Regions from separate parts of the Mus musculus genome. Here region 2 is linked to region 1. Evidence: chromatin contacts called from public Micro-C data. All regions are on one chromosome and are shown on one strand. The core of a region is the stretch at or near the end of the contact, and the rest is flanking DNA. Distances in the headings are between cores, read along the strand shown.

The links. A called contact is a pair of places that touch in the nucleus more often than the background predicts.
Region 2: a contact with region 1 is called in a Micro-C map of the G1E-ER4 cell line, with 9 times the contacts expected there. The contact joins the promoter of Adra2a here to the enhancer-like site in region 1. A contact is called at or near these places in 14 of 39 promoter capture datasets (the 3T3-L1 cell line, 3T3-L1-derived adipocytes, the HPC-7 cell line and 9 more), 51 of 484 Hi-C or Micro-C datasets (the 3T3-L1 cell line, 3T3-L1-derived adipocytes, the AML12 cell line and 25 more), 14 of 115 datasets of contacts at active chromatin or transcription factors (embryonic forebrain, embryonic hindbrain, embryonic midbrain and 7 more) and 3 of 9 other capture datasets (adipose tissue, embryonic stem cells and liver).

The regions. Positions count from the first base shown.
Region 1 is chr19:53,767,027-53,770,881 of GRCm38.p6, reverse strand. All of the region lies in intron 1 of Rbm20 (RNA binding motif protein 20), which reads right to left. It overlaps Gm30890 (a long non-coding RNA gene), which reads left to right. Exons shown (of 2, transcript XR_877920.2): 2 at 1-517. Among named protein-coding and RNA genes, the nearest start is that of Gm30943, 15 kb to the right of the region's middle. Within about 2 kb of position 2,216, at least 16 of the 459 cell types and tissues checked have an H3K27ac peak or open chromatin away from gene starts, as enhancers often do. A contact at or near this core is called in the G1E-ER4 cell line and cortical neurons, where this site is marked.
Region 2 is chr19:54,043,545-54,047,399 of GRCm38.p6, reverse strand. Adra2a (adrenergic receptor, alpha 2a) reads right to left here and starts at 2,141. Exons shown (of 1, transcript NM_007417.5): 1 at 1-2,141. The coding sequence starts at 1,185.

The sequences.
Region 1 (3,855 bases), core at 967-3,466:
CCGAGAAACAATGAGATGAGCGAATGCTGCTGCTGAGGCTACTTTCTTATCTTATAGTCCAAGGTCTCACATCCAGAGAATGGCTCCACCCACACCTAGGATGGGTCTTCCTCCCTCAGTTAATACCATCAGGAAAGTTCCCCACAGTATGCCCAAAAGGTCCAACTCCCAGGTGATTCTAAGATAGTGAATGCTAACCCTCACAACTCTGGTCTGAAAGCATCAAGTGGGAAACTCCAGGAGGAAACATTGTATTAGTTTTGAATCTGTACCTGAATGTGTACCTCTGAGTGGCATGATGAAATGCCCTGCTACCCTCCTGTGCCCTGCGCCAATGTGAACCATCCTTTACCCAGCATCTCCACACAGTATAGACTTCCTGCCTTAGGTGCCTAGTAGTCTTGACTGCCAGATCAACTCCTGGACTACCACACTGTTTGCCTGTTTTACTTAGTAATGCCCCAAGACTCAAGACTAATGAAGCTGGCAATTTCAATAGTTTATTTTATAACTGTTTCATTTTGTTTCTACTTATTATTGATCTCTTATGTGTTAAGTAAAACTTTATCAGCTGGGCAATGGTGGCCCACACCTTTAATCCCAGCACTTGGGAGGCAGAGGCAGGAGGATTTCTGAGTTCGAGGCCAGCCTGGTCTACAGAGTGAGTTCCAGGACAGCCAGGGCTATACAGAGAAAACTCTGTCTTGAAATACCAAATAATAATAATAATAATAATAATAATAATAATAATAATAATAATAATAATAAATAAGTAAAACCTTATCATAAGTATATATACATGTATGTGTGTATGTATGTATAGGAAAATGTACATGATGAGAGCTCAGAATTAGCCAGTGGTTCTAGGCATCCATGGAGCCTCAGAATGAAAGCTCCTAAGTAAGAGAGAATTTCTGTCATCAGATCAGTGAGACAAAGAAATTGTCATTGACAACATACCGTAGACTAAACTCTAGGACTTAATCAGATATCTTTACTTTGTGCACACACTATTGTTTCTAAGACTTGCACAGGTCATAAAGACAACATGGTGTAGAGTTATTTATACCACAGTAATAAAATCAATAGCTATAATTTCAATGTTCAGGTCATGAGTGAGCCCAATAGTGCTTGCTTTATTACAATGAATCTTTGTTCCCAACTCAGTGGGATAGTTGTAGCAAAATCACATGACACCTCTCTCTCTCTCTCTCTCTCTCATTCTCTCTCTGTCTCTGTCTCTCTCTGTGTGTGTATGTGTGTGTGTGTGTGTGTCTTTAAGGTACCATAATAAGGTGGTAACCTTATTTTACTTATATCTTATTTTATGTGCCCACGTGCTTATCTAGTGCCCTCGGAGTCCAGAAAAGGGCATCAGATCCCCAGAGCTGCACTTATGGATAGTTGTGCACATCATGTGGGTGCTGGGAACCGAACACAGATCCTCAGCAAGAGCAGCAAGTGTTCTTAACCACTGAGCCATCTCTCAACCCCATTTTTTGGTTTTTTTGTTTGTTTGTTTGTTTGTTTTAAGGAACAACATTTATTCCTTTTCCAAATGTTACCATAAATATAGGTGGGAAAGAGTGGTCTTAGCAATTAGAAGAAAAGGTAAAAATCCTGAGGTTTGGTTATTCTAAGTTATTTACAATGATGGGAGAAAAAGATAGCTATTTCACATCACAGACCTCCCTGCTCCCCTAGGCCTAATATTTGCTTACCAAGTTGAAAAAGAGGCATGCTTGACTTGCAAGCTGGAGGTCTGAGCTTGAGTGAGACATTTGTCCCTTTTCCAGCCCACAAGCCACCAGACACAGCAGGAGAGAGCTTTAGAGACACTCAGGGTTTGGAAGTGCAACCACCCCTTCTTCTGGCTTGTGGGTTCAGGGTGCAAGATAAACAAAACCAGCTCAAAATGAATGTGGAGGAGAACCAGCAAGCACTTCGTGCAGGAGTGGGCGGGAAAGGAGGAGGGTCTCCGGCATTTCCTAGGGAAGCCAAACGGGCCCATCTTCAGTTGGCCTAAAGAGGAAGACCTAAAGAGGTGGATGGGAGAATCACCCAGAGGGAGGAGAGAGGCAGTGCTGCGCCTGGGAGAGAGCAACAAGCCTCTTCCTTTCTGAAAACAAGAAGGCAGCCAGGTAGAGACCCAGGATTTGCATGGCTTTCAGGGTGTTTGAGGGTGGAATTTGGTGCTGTTCTTGAATGATGCAAGGCACATTGAACAATGCCTCCATCTGGTGGTCAAAACAAAAATTAAGTAAAGCAGAGACAGCTGTCCATTCGACCTCCAGGAGTTGAGTCACCCTTTAAATTTATGGCGGAGGTGGTACTTCAACACACCTGTACTGAATGCTGCTCTAGGGAATGTTTGTAATGACAGTAATGGTTGCCTGGAAGGTTAAATATAAGTGCTTCGAAGCTCTTCCCATAAGAGGGGAATCTACATTCCCCAGCTTTGATCTGGACCTGCATCCCACTTGGGTTTTGAAAAGGAAGACACGTTCTTCCGGTCCCAGGCGCTGCAGGAGCCGCGGGTTACCGTGCAGACACGGCCAAGTCCAAGAACCACACCACACACAACCAGTCCCGCAAATGGCACAGAAATGGCATCAAGAAACCCTGGTCACAAAGATACGAATCTCTTAGGAGGTTGACCCCGAGTTCCTGGGCAACATGTACTTTGCCAAGAAGCACAACAAGAAAGGCCTGGAGAAGATGCAGGCCAGCAATGCAAAGGCAGTGAATGCGTGCGCAGAGGCCATCAAGGCCCTGGTGAAGCCTCAGGCCATCAAGCCCAAGATGCCAAAAGGCCCTAAACTCAAGTGGCTGGCTTTCATCGCTCACCCTAAGCTTGGGAGGCGGATTCAAAGCTACATGGCCAAGGGTCAGAGGCTCTGCCAACCGAAGTCTAAGGTTCAAACCAAGGCAGGGGCCAAAGCTCCAGCTAAGGCCCAGGCTTCAACTCCAGCCCAGACCCCCAAAGGTGCCCTGTGAAGGCCCCATAGAAAAGGCTCCTGCCAGTGTGAAGACAGACGGACTGTTGTGACACACCTCCCCACACACTATTTGCAGATGACCAGTGTCCTATGCTGTTCTTACAAATAAACTCAGGCAAGATCTGTTAAAGGAAGAAAGAAAGAAAGAAAGAAAGAAAGAAAGAAAGAAAGAAAGAAAGAAAGAAAGAAAGAAAGAAGAGAGAGAGAGAGAGAGAGAGAGAGAAGAGAAGAGAAGAGAAGAGAAGAGAAGAGAAGAGAAGAGAAGAGAAGAGAAGGAAGACACAAAAATAAAGCTAACGTCCATGCCTTCAGCTTCAGCCGCGGACCACCCCAACCCCCTCCAACTTCATACAATGCTGTCTTGGAGCAAGCCCAGGCTAGCCTCTGAGAGTAAGAGAGAAGGGGGCTCCTTCAGTCTCAGCTGCTTCTAAGACTATAGACATCGACATAAGCAGCCCCCCAACCCTCCACCCCGGCTAACTGCTCCCCAACATGGCAATAGTGAGCCTATTCAAGGCCATGTGAAACCTACTCAAGCTATAGCCCATGGAATCAGGAGAAATAATGCATTGTTTTAAACCACTGAGTTGTGGGATAACTCAGAATGCAGCAGCCTAGAGCTGATACACACCCTCCAATTTAAGATGGAAAGCCTGTATGTTGGATTACACACTTAAGACTCATTATCAGAGCTGGGCGGTGGTTGCGCACATCTTTAATCCCAGCACTCGGGAGGCAGAGGCAGGCGGATTTCTGAGTTCGAGGCCAGCCTGGTCTACAAAGTGAGTTCCAGGACAGCCAGGGCTGTACAGAGAAACCCTGTCTCAAAAGAAAAAGAAGAAGAAAGAAAAGACTC
Region 2 (3,855 bases), core at 892-3,391, 280 kb before region 1:
GATCACCACCGCCAGCACGAACGTGAAGCGTTTCTCCCGGTTTTGCCTCCCGCGCCAGCGCGACGCTTTGGCGCCCCCGCCGCGCTCCTCTCCGTGCCCGGACCCCGAAGCCCCCGGCCCCGCGGCCCCGGGCCCGCGCCGCGGCAGACTGTCCCCCGGCTTCACCTGACTCGCCCGGGTCTTGCCCTTGGCTCGGGGGCCGCGGTCGGGTCTGCGGGGCCCCGGGGGCCGCTCGGCGTGCTCGGACGACGAACTCTCCTCTAGGTCCAGCGCATCCCCATCGCGGGGCCCGGCGGGCGCGGGCTCCCCCGGGGCACCGTTAAGCTGGGTGGGCAGCGGCTCCGCCTCAGCGCCCGTGGGACCCGCGCCGCGCTCCGGGCCCAGCCCGTTGGGCCTGCGATCGGCGCCCCCCGGCGGCGCGGAACAGGCGTCCGGACCCCGGCGGCTGGGAGGCACGCGGGTGCGACGCTTGGCGATCTGGTAAATACGCACGTAGACCAGGATCATGATGAGGCAAGGCGCGAAGAAGGAACCGATGGACGAGGAGATGACATACCACTTCTGGTCGTTGATCTTGCAGCTTGGCTCGGCCGGCTGCTGCCCGCCGCCAGCGCCCTTCTTCTCTATGGAGATGAGTGGCGGGAAGGAGATGACAGCCGAGATGACCCACACGGTGACAATGATGGCCTTGATGCGACGCGGCGTGCGCTTCAGGTTGTACTCGATGGCCTGCGTGATGGACCAGTAGCGGTCAAGGCTGATGGCGCACAGGTGCACTATGGACGACGTGCAAAAGAGCACGTCGAGAGCCAAATAGATCTCACACCACACCTTACCAAAGTACCAGTAACCCATAACCTCGTTGGCCAAAGAAAAGGGAATGACCAGCGTGGCCACCAGGATGTCCGCTGAGGCCAGGGACACCAGGAAGAGGTTTTGGGGAGCTTTGAGCGCGCGACTGGTGAACACCGCGATAATAACCAGCACGTTGCCAAATACTGTGAACAGCATGAGCAGGCCAGCCAGGCAAACCAGCGTCAGTGTCACCTGCAGGGAGTAAGGGGTGGCTCGGGTGCCGCCTCCGGGCGCTTCGGTCCCGTTCCAGCTGCTGTTGCCGGCATCCGGCTGCAGTGAGCCCATGGGCGCAAAGCTGCCCTCGGCCAGCGGCTGCTCCTGGCGGAACATGAACGCGGGTGCTGGTTCTCGTGGGCCTGCTGCCAGCTGCCTTCCGGCCCCGCGTCCGTGGGTCCTCCTCTTCCTCCGGTGCGGGGTTCGTCCCGCCGCGCCTCACATAAGGAAGAGGGCCGCAGGGAGCTCGGGCCCAAGCTGGGGACCGCTAGTGGTCCATGGACTGGAGCCCGCGAACTGGCACCGGTTCGTCCTTCCGACGCTCCGGGTGGGTGCTTTCTCTCTCCCAGCTCCTCAAACACAGCCAAGTTTTATTTCTAAGCGGCAGGATCGAGTAGGGCCAGCTGGTGGTTAGAGATTTTATTCTTCAAGAAAAGAGAAAAGAAATTATCGGTGGCCTGATGATTTGGAAAGATGTCAGAAATTTATACAAATGCATTTAGCTAGTCATCTATACCTTGATTCTTAAGCTGAGCGAAAGCATGAAGTCTTACCCCAAGAGGCAGCGGAGGGGTGTTGGTGTGGGCTCGGAGTCCTAGGTCTGTCTTCTTATACCCTCGAAGAGATTTCCAACTCCGTCGCTACCCTCCAGGCGGGGTGGCGAGGGCTGGGCCGGACCTCCGGCGAAGGCGCGGACTCTGCCTCCTCTAGGAGCCCCACGGGACTTCCAAAGTTGTGCGCTCTGCTGGGGCTGGGACTCTGTACACAGAGCTCGGGGGCGGCGGCGGTGGGGTGAAGGGTGTGGGGGCCGCATGAAGCCGCACCCCCACCACCACCACCTCGGTCCTCAGGGCCAAGCTAGGTGAGCGACCGGCTCTCCAGGAGCCGCGGCGGAGCCAAGGGTGGCTGCTAGCCGCGATCTGGGTGGGCGCTGAGCGCCACAGACCCGGCGGGGGTCGGAGGGCCGCGTGAGTTTTCGCAGGACCGCAGGACTTGGAGCTGGAGGCGCTGGGTGGCTGGGCGGTGTGCGCCGGCTGCTGGGCGTCTGCACGGAAGCGGGAGCCGAGGCTGCTCCGCCGCTCTACGCTGGACTGGTTTTATAGCCCCAGGATGAAGCCGGCGTTGCCGAGCAGCCGGCGTCAGCCCCCACGTGGGAAGTCGACCCTCCTCCGCCCCTCGCGCCTCCCCTCCTTAGGTCTAGAGCCCGCACCCGAGTCGGACCCGGGAGAGCGCTGCCTCTGGGACCCGGCTTTTGGAAAGACGGGTACAGGGAGCGAGGGGCAATAAGAGAGAGCCTAAGGAGTGGGGAGCGGCCCCTGCTGGGAGTTGGCCGTTCGGCTACTAGCTGGCCCAGGAGACAGTAGCAGGCGCCCAGCGGTACACCGATCTAGCTGGGTTTTAGCAGAAGAGGGTGCCAGGGTGCTGGGACCCGAATTAGGAGATGCAGAGTGGCATAAGAGTCGCTGGCGAGCAGCCCCGCCCCAGGTCAAGCGCAGGTGCTTCTGGTGACTGGGATGAAAGGGATCCCGGAGAGGTAAGCGTGTGCGGGTTCCTAAGGAACCACTGGAGCGGAATGGACCAGCATCCACGAGAGCAGACCAGGCCGGAGTTATCCATACTTAGGGAAGAGAAGGCCTCCTATCCTAGCAGCTGCCGGGACTCTCAAGGCCTGGACTCTGCACTGCGCCCCTTTGAAAGGCGGTGGGGAAGGGTCCTGGAGGGGTAGGCCCTGAGCCATGACAGAACGAGAGCGCACTGACACCTGCTGGCCGCTGGTCGTCACGGCTGGAAAGCGACTTAAGGGCTCCAGGCTCCTCTGGAGTCCTTTCCTCCATTTTTCTCCTATCTTGGGGGCAAGTTTGGACTAAGCTGGGGCGGCGGGGGTGGGGGGGGGGGAGGGGACACGGACAGATTTCAAACTGCACTATGTCATGATGCAGAAATCTTCAGGTTGTATAGATCTACCTCTGATGAGAGTAAGGCTCGGAACCTTCTACAGATGTGAGAGTCCTGGATCTTCCTCTCTGCTTGCCTGGCTTTAAACTACTGGGAACCGTTAAGCATTAGTTGAGGCACAGCTACTTTATGAAGAGCGCCATGACATTATAGGTAGATGTAAGCCTTACGCTGTTTTAATCAGTACCTACTGTGTGCACGAATTAAAGTATTACACTGAACTCCACAAATGTATAGGATTATTATGTGTTTGTCAAAAAGGGGTTTCTGATTATGGAAATAGAAAAGTTAACTATCCTGACTTGGTCATTACATACTGTGTGTAATATTGAATTAACATACAGTATCTTACACATCTGTACAATTAAACGTGAAAGAAAAACATCTTATTAGACTCTATCCCCACTTACATGGCCTTTTCTCCTACACCCCCAATACACAGATAAGTACACACATCTGCACAGCATCTGTCGGTGAGGGCAGGGTGCTAGCCAAGAAAGAAAGGGTGTTTTCTATGTTCTCTCTCTGGTGAGAAAGGTAGGAGCTTGGCAGTAGATGGCAAGGTTTCTAAGCACTCAGGCAGGAGTATCTGTCGCACCAGATACACTGTGCCATCCGAACTCTTTCTTCAGACGAGCAGCAGGAAGATCACGGAGAACCAGAGAGCACAGAATGTCAACAGGGTACACACGAGACCTAAGAAAGCATCTGTCATACTTCAGAGATCACTACACCTAAATGTCACACTCAGTCATCCAAGCCAGGGTCCAAGGTCCGAGCAGATCTGAGCCGATGTCTCCCTGGACATCAACGTGCAGGCTCGGGTCTGGC